Linked DNA regions of Mus musculus: region 2 is linked to region 1. A link is a contact called in public HiChIP or PLAC-seq data. All regions are on one chromosome and are shown on one strand. The core of a region is the stretch at or near the end of the contact, and the rest is flanking DNA. Distances in the headings are between cores, read along the strand shown.

Region 1 (3,811 bases), core at 236-2,735:
TGAGGCTCCAACTGAAGGACTCAGGACTCTATACTGATGCTTAGTGAAGCCCTTTCTCCAATCAGGTACATCTCTGGAATCTACAGTTATAATTCATAATGGGGTCTATTTCCACCCCATTAGATCTCCCTGCAAGAGTAAACACAAATATTCATTTTTTTAAAAATCTATGTCAGTGGGATCAAAGTTGATAGATTGGCACCAGATATCGTGATACCAGTTTCTGATTCCTTGTGCATAATGGTTGTCCAGTAAGTGTACTGTGAAGCTAATGATGAAGCATGGATTAAAGGGAAATCTGTCCTCACTGCCATCTCTATACTCGCTTGCTTCCCCATCCTTCACGTTATCCTCCAAGATTTAAAAGCAGCAGAGTGATGGTATTTTCTCTCTTCTAAGAACAAGTGTCAAATCATGCTGACTCATAATATTTAGATATTATTTATAATTTTACTGAATACATCCATAAAACACCTACATGCAGATGTTAGGTTTTATATACACATAGATATCCCTCCTTTTTATTTATTTCATTGTTTTTGATAATGTTAGAATGGGAAGGAAAGTGATATGAGGCAACATCTTTCTCTCTCCCTGTCCCTGTCCCTGTCCCAGTCCCTCTCCCTCTCCCTGTCCCTGTCCCTCTCCCTGTCCCTGTCCTTCTCCCTGTTCCTGTCCCTGTCCCAGTTCCTCTCCCTGTCCCTGTCCCTTTCCCTGTCCCCGTCCCTCTCCCTGTCCCTGTCCTTCACCCTGTTCCTGTCAATGTCCCTGTCCCTGTCCCTCTCCCTCTCCCTGTCTCTGTCTCCTAAGTACTGACCAGGAGTGTGTTCGAATGCCACAACCTATAAGGACAAGAGCACAGCATCTCCTCTTTGGTAGCCCTCTGCAGCAATGTGCTTGGAGGATAAAGCAGAGGTTCTGGAAAGTCATGAGAGGAATTGGAGTGCAGAGAGTAGGACATCATGAAAAAGAAGTTTCTGGTTGCTTTAGGAAGAAGGATCTACTGACAGCATCTGAGGCTCTCTTCAACTAGGAGTGACACGTGTTCACCTTCATGAGATTCTAGCTGTGGGTGAAGAAGCCATTTCCTGGAAAACAAAAACAGCCCTTACTACCAGCATACTACATTATGTCTTAAATGCTAGTAAAGGCTGGTAGCCTACCTTCTAGCTAGCCAACTATTCTCTGTGACTCAAGAGAGTTAACCATGTGGAAGACTGGTGCCGTGTGGAAGAGGGGTGAGTTTTATAACCAGAAAGACAAGACTCAAATGACAATGTCTGACTTCTGGGTTTTGTCCTGCTGGCAACGGTGACTTCCAGTCTCTCTGTCTCTCACACTTTCTCTTTTGATACTCTCTGATGGAAGCCTGGAAGCCAGATGTCTTGCCATGAGGACTCTTGAACAGCCTCAGAGGCCCACACAGGGAGGAATGGAGGCCTCCTGCCAACCACTAGTGAGGAAGTGAGATTTCCTGCCAATGGCCCTGTCAGTTGGCCATCCTGGGAGCAGATCTTCTTGCCTGAGGAAGTTGCCAAATGACTGCAGTCTTGGCTCTAGTGTCAGCTGCAGCCTCATGAGAGATGCAGTCATACAGACTCCTGGTAAGGATTCTTGACTGCAGAGACTTTGAGAAAGCATTCATAATTGTTCATGACACTGAGTTTTGAGGTTATCAGTTATAGATCACTAAATGCACATGCAAAGACTCATGCAAAATATGGACAAAGGAAAACAATCAGAATCATTTCCAAAATGAAACTTACATAGAGAAAATAAGATGTATAAACAAAACCTCTCACCAAATTATTATTGATATTTACCAGTAGCTTTGCAGGTTACTGAGTAATTCATAGTCTTTTTCATAAGTATAATGTGTAGGTATCCAATAAATGAGCTGTGGAAAGGCCTGGTAAGTGGAAAAGAGTAGGACATGGCCAGTAATCTTAGCACTGGGGAGGTAGAATCAGAAAAATCAAGAGGTTGCTACACAGTGAGTTGGATGCCAGCCTGTGTTATATGAAAAGATGTCTCAAATAAAATAAGTTCTTATTAGTTTAAAAATACTGGGAGCTAGATTGATGGCTCAGCAGGTAAGTAATTTCCTGCTCTTGCAGGGGATTTCCATCACCCATATGGTGGGTCACAACCACTTCTTAGTCTACTTCCAGGGGATCCAGCATCCTGATTTGGCTTCCACAGGCATTAACACACATTCTACATTTGTTTTATTAAATATACATACGTTTTATCAAATGTATATTATATAATTAGACAAATTAAGGCTGGTCTTATTTGGTAAATTGTACATTGATGTAATAAAAATTAGGTAACAATTTCAATGTTTGATAAATGAAAGTCTGATTTTGGCTCCAGGTTTAATAAAGTAGAGTATTTTTTTTTATTTACAGCTTCTTCTTTATCTGGCTTACAAACAGTCTTAATTATAGAGCCAAGTGCCATGCATTTTGATTCCCTAAGAGAAAACCAGGTTGCAGACATTCTGTGAGAGCCTGCCTAGATGTTAAATTATTACATGATGTCTCATTGCAAAAGGGATTAAAATTGTGAAGTAAAATAAATATTGGACCATTGGACAATTTGTATTGTTTGTTTTTTGACAATTTTACACACACACATATGTACATACATGTATGTGTATGTACACATATACATATATAATTTATGTGCCAATATATTGGGAGAGATAAGAGATATGTCTGCTGCTGACATTGACTACTAGTAGAAATATGGACAGGTTTCTCACCAGGGACATAATCTACCATTGGAGGATGAAATCATTTTAATAAAAAATTGGGTGTGTTGTTCGAATAACTCTTGTGATATTCCAAGTGAGACTGAGTGACTTGTAGAACATAATTTTTTGAAATCATATGTAATGACACATAATAGATGAAGGGAGAAAGGTGGTCCTTTTAAATATTTTGATTAGGTTATAATATCTCCCAGTAAGTAATCTAAATTTCCCACCACACAGTTTATTTACCCCCTACACTGATGCTGGAAAATTGAAAATTTTCTTCCAGAAATTCGCTTTGTTTCATTGATAGGAAGCTGTGTAGGAAGGAGAGATGCCTCAGCAGGCAAGAGTGAGTGCTGATGTTTCAAAAGATGAGTTCAGTTCCTGTCTGTGGAGAGCCGTGCTGTGAGCAATCGCCATTATAAGATGGCGCTGGCTTCCACTGCACCTAACTAGTAAACAAGCCTTACGAGCAAGTGCAAGAGTGAACTCACGCCTAGTCACTGCCCATCTCGGGGCGTACTAATGGGGTGATGGGCGAGCAACGAATCAGGAGCTGTCAGGCCACATCAGGTGCTGAAATGTCATGCTGCGGGCTATATAAGCAGCGCCATTTTCTGGGTTGAGGTCTTCCTCCTGAGAAATAAGCAATAAAGCTTTTTGCCGCAGAAGATTCCGGTTGTCCTAAGTCTGTTCTTGCCGGTGGGGACAAAAGCTCGGGATACCTGTCCTCATTCAAGGAAACTCACAAGATCCTGTCACTCCAGCTCCAAGAATCTGAAACCTCCTTATGACGCCTGTGGGCCTCTGCACACACTCATACATGGACAGATACATGGATGCACAAATGACTAAAGAGGAAATGAATCATGAAAAAAGAGCTGCAGACCATATTTTAAGGGTATTGTAAGAACTGAGACAAGAAAAGGAAAGTATCATGGCTCCTGGTGTGCGGTAAAGTAAAAATTCATATTAACTACCACGGTGTCGTTCTTCACATGAAGGGACACTGAGTAGGAACAACACTGAGGTGAGTTTATGTCTAAAGTA
Region 2 (4,247 bases), core at 1,230-3,729, 450 kb after region 1:
TAATGAAAAGATATTCAATCAATAATATGAAGGTTTATAGTATGCTTCTGTATGGAGACAGGAATCAGAGAGAGAGAGAGAGACAGAGAGAGAGAGAGAGAGAGAGAGAGAGAGAGAGATGTGTTCTGGGTAATTCCAGAATGTATATTCTAGCTGGAGACATTTAACTTATGAAACATTGGTTAATACACCCAAGTTTCCTTAACTAGTGGATCTAATATGTAGACACAAGAAACATGACACTGGGAAAAAGACAGATTAGAAAGGGGACATCCTAGGAGTTTCTAATGGCAGATTCTAGTTGTTTCCTAGAGCACTGTGCCAGTCAGCTTTCTGATACTGTGACAAAATGCCCAAGTTGAACAGCTTATGGGAAATGAAAAATATTGTGATGTTAGCTGTCACACTTTTGCTAGTACCCAAAATATATATCAGCCGGCTGCTTCTCCTGAGTAGAAGCCACTGAAGAGAAAAGCAAGATGGAGTGGTTTGGAACTAGCAAGGTAAAAAGTGAGCATCATGTGAAGTCTGTAAACCCCTGAGTCAGTGTTCCCAAAATAGGTGATTCAGGTACCAATGGGCTGCTTTCTGTTGAGCTCCCCCCTTTACCCCTGTATTGCTTTTCATCTAATTAGCCTGTGATGATGAGAATGTAGCTTAATGGCAGAACACTCCCCTAGGTTCAGGATCAATCTCCAACATGGCCAAATAAATAGCTGATGGTTCTAAGGCTCATTATGCATGCCTAGAATCCCAAACTCAAGATGTGGAAGCAGAAGGATCAAGAGTTTCAGCCTAGCCTCAGCTATATAGTGATTCTCAGGCCAGTCTAGGCTACAAGCAGCCTCATATAAAAAAAAATAACATTTAAAATATTCAAAATAAACAGGTAATATTATGTGTTGGCATCATTGCAACACCAGCGATGAGTGGGTGACTAAAATAATAATAGTAAGCATGTGAAAAAATATGCAAAATATTATTTATAATAAATGGGTTTTTATAGCATAAAAGACATACATTTTGTTCTCCTTCCTATGCAAATAGAATACCATCAACTACTAACTACTTTTCTTCCTAGATCATTTTTTTTTAATTCTACATGTTGGTACCAGACAAGGAAGTGAGTAAGTTACATGTAATTATGGACAGAAGGTAGATATAAAAATTTCAAAATTCTATTTAGAGATGTCTTTTCTTTCAAAGCCAAAGCCCATCGCATTGAGTGATATGCTTCAGGAAATCCAGAGGGGGGAAAAAGTAGATAGCAGCCATTCCTGATTTCTGTTGTAAAGACTTGGCAGCAGTTAAAAGAGTTGGATGCCAGGCGATGCTGTGTCCTGCATGGGCTCTACTGCCTTCTTCACATCCGTCATCAAGATGCTGGTGGGCAATGAGCTAGAGCCAGTACAAGCAAGAACAAATTCTGGTCTTGCACGAGTTAGCTTTCTTTGGTTGTAAATATTGAGATTCTGATTAGCCTACAACAAACAATTCACAAGACCTATCTTGCAGAATTCAAAAAGGAAATGAAGCAGTGTCCTCACCTCAGAGAGAGCTTAGCATCGGATGAGGGACTGCTAGACAGCATTGGGTACCATGGCCACAGAATTGCTTGGCCCATCTTTTCAAGATACCTAACAGGATAGTAGGACCTCAAATGCCTCCTTCATGGTTGCAAAACTTGGCTCTATATAAGGGTTCTCCAAAGAGAGAAATAATCCCCTGCCCCCAGAAAACCATCTGTTCTTTAATGAAGGAAGTCCAGCAGCCTTGTTTTATGGCCCACCAAGACTCCTCAGAGAATAGAGAAGTCAGTGCTCAGAAAAGTCAGGACTCTCTTAAAGGGGCCTCTGGGAAGTTGAGAAACCAAAGAATGAGCTGGTATAATAGGAGCCACTGTGGGGTTGCAATTTTGCTCTTTAAGGCTATGTTAAAGGACTTAAGCCTATTTTCCTGAGTAAGGAGAGAGGGATGGAATTTATCTATTATGGTTTTCAAGTGTCTGTGGAATTACTAAGGTCGACTAGTTCCTCTCCACAGTGGAACAGAAACAGACCCCTGGTTTGGTTTAAACTAAAATTCAAGTAAATCGGCTTCTTATTAGGTAAAATTACTCAATGATGAAGTGGATAAAACAAGAACTAATGGGCTGATGGAGTAGACCGGGGTGGGGAGAGGACATCGGGAAGAACAAGAGATGGTGATCACAGAGAGAATATGAGCAGAGTGCAATTATGTTAACGTGTATACGGGGTCAGGAGTGTGTCCATTATCTTATATGGTAAACAACTTAAAAGAATCTTTTCAAGTTCTGGGAGTTCCAAGATTAGTTGAGCAGAGAACTGCCTGATGGCCCGCCAGGCCCACTTCTGGACACATGGCTGCCCCCCTGGCCACCTCTTGAGGGCTCTACACTCACTGTCACCTGCTAGGTCCTGTGACCATCTTACATCTGTCTTACCAAGGGACTGATTCACACTGTTCCTCCTTGTGGTTTCAATTGCACTTTCGAAGTGACTAATGATGCTGAGTGTGTTTTCAAGTGTGGCTGGACACCTGCTGAACTTCTTTGGAGAAAGGTCAGTCTCGGCGCCGTATCTGTTTTTCGTTTTTGCTTTGTGTTATTCTTGTTTGCCTTTTGTTGTTAGGTTGTAGGAGTTGTTTTTTTTTCCCATTTATTCTGTGTGCAAAAATCTTACCAGACATGTTACCCAAAAGCAAACAGTAGATAATAGGTAAAATAGGTTATATTTCCCCCTAATGTTCACAATCCAAGAGCTTAAAGGTATATAATGCATTACATAGGGTAAGCTTTCCTTTGTAGGTTGGGATATTGAGGCTGAGAGAGTCACCCAAGGCCACACAAATGCACAGAATTAAAATTAAAATCTATCACATACATTTTCTAATTTGTGGTAAAGAGACAGCTTCCATCATTGCCCTGGGTGTGGTGCATCCAGGATGGGGTCATGACTTGACAGGATCAAACTTGGCTTTTCATTTTATTGAAGTCTTATCATTTAAGATGGCTCCACACCACCCCAACATATTTCAAACTGAAATAGTTCAACACATGAAGTTGCCATTACTATATAGTATATCAGCACTGTCTTAGCTTCCAAGTGACTGCTTCTTCGAAGTGGGAACTTTCAAACATAGAAAGGAAGTCTTTTCAGATATATTTACACGGGGATTTTTACCACCTACACGAGGATTTTTCAATTTATAAGTTAAAAGAATACATGAAAAACTAGGAGAAGCTTGTTGAAAACTTTTCCACCTGTGGAATCGAGCCCCCCAGAGCTACCATTTTCCCTACAATCATAGGGGGAAAAGATGTATGACACAAACTCTGTCATCAAAAGCAGTGGTGAGCCAGCCTTCCTCGAGTGCTTCCAAGGATTTTCTTGCAAGCCCCTGAGAGCCATTCTTCCCTTGAGGTCCTTCCTCGGATTGTCTGATGGCTTTTGGAGGAAAGGCAAAAAGTTTGCCCTTGTCTACTCATGCCAGTGAGGACCTCAGTTAAGCTCACACATGCACACTTGTTGACACCTGTCTGACAGCTGCCATCCTGTCCGCAACAACTGTGCCGCACCCTGAGCACAGCTTCCTGCTAAGTCAGCTGTGCGTAACGAAGGAGAAATGTGTGCATACAGCCATGGATGCAAGGGTTTTTTTTAAGCTTTTTTTAAAAATTAGGTATTTTCTTTATTTAAATTTCAAATGTGATCCCCGTTCCTGGTTTCCCCTCCAAACTTTAGCATTTAAAAGTAGGTACAGAGGAATGTTTTTTATTTTATTATTAAGTTTAAGAAAGGTGGGGGACTAGTGGGGTACTTCAGTTCTGGCATTGCAACCGTGTGATCTGTGATAATAAGCTACTCTGAGCCTCAGATTTTTATATGGGAAACAGGAATAATAATTGTACTGACTTAAGTAGTATATACCCATGTTTGATAGGACTTAATAATATTTGAGGCATTATTGCAAAACTCTTTTATTTTTTTAGTTGTAAAAATATTTACATTTGCTCAATTCCCTATTCCCCCTAGTGTTTCGGCTGTCAGTTGATGCACTAGGTTAAAGTATTGCAAACACCAGACATAGAGTCAAGGGTAAGTAACATCTTCATGGGTCACCGTTATTGCTTTTAGTTGCTATAAGCCAAAATAATCACGGCTAGGGAAGTGGCTCAGTGGACATAGTGCTTGACCAGAGCTCCAATCCCTAGCACCTGCATAAAT

The links. HiChIP or PLAC-seq counts read pairs in DNA pulled down with a chosen protein or histone mark.
Region 2: a RAD21 HiChIP or PLAC-seq map of pro-B cells shows a contact between it and region 1, with 4 times the contacts expected there. The contact joins two enhancer-like sites. A contact is called at or near these places in 1 of 15 datasets of contacts at CTCF or cohesin (pro-B cells) and 1 of 115 datasets of contacts at active chromatin or transcription factors (large pre-B cells).

What each region holds. Positions count from the first base shown.
Region 1 is chr3:148,247,351-148,251,161 of GRCm38.p6, forward strand. No RefSeq gene overlaps it. Among named protein-coding and RNA genes, the nearest start is that of Gm29836, 89 kb to the right of the region's middle. Within about 2 kb of position 1,486, at least 52 of the 459 cell types and tissues checked have an H3K27ac peak or open chromatin away from gene starts, as enhancers often do. A contact at or near this core is called in pro-B cells, where this site is marked.
Region 2 is chr3:148,693,177-148,697,423 of GRCm38.p6, forward strand. No RefSeq gene overlaps it. Among named protein-coding and RNA genes, the nearest start is that of Adgrl2, 260 kb to the right of the region's middle. Within about 2 kb of position 2,480, at least 20 of the 459 cell types and tissues checked have an H3K27ac peak or open chromatin away from gene starts, as enhancers often do. A contact at or near this core is called in pro-B cells, where this site is marked.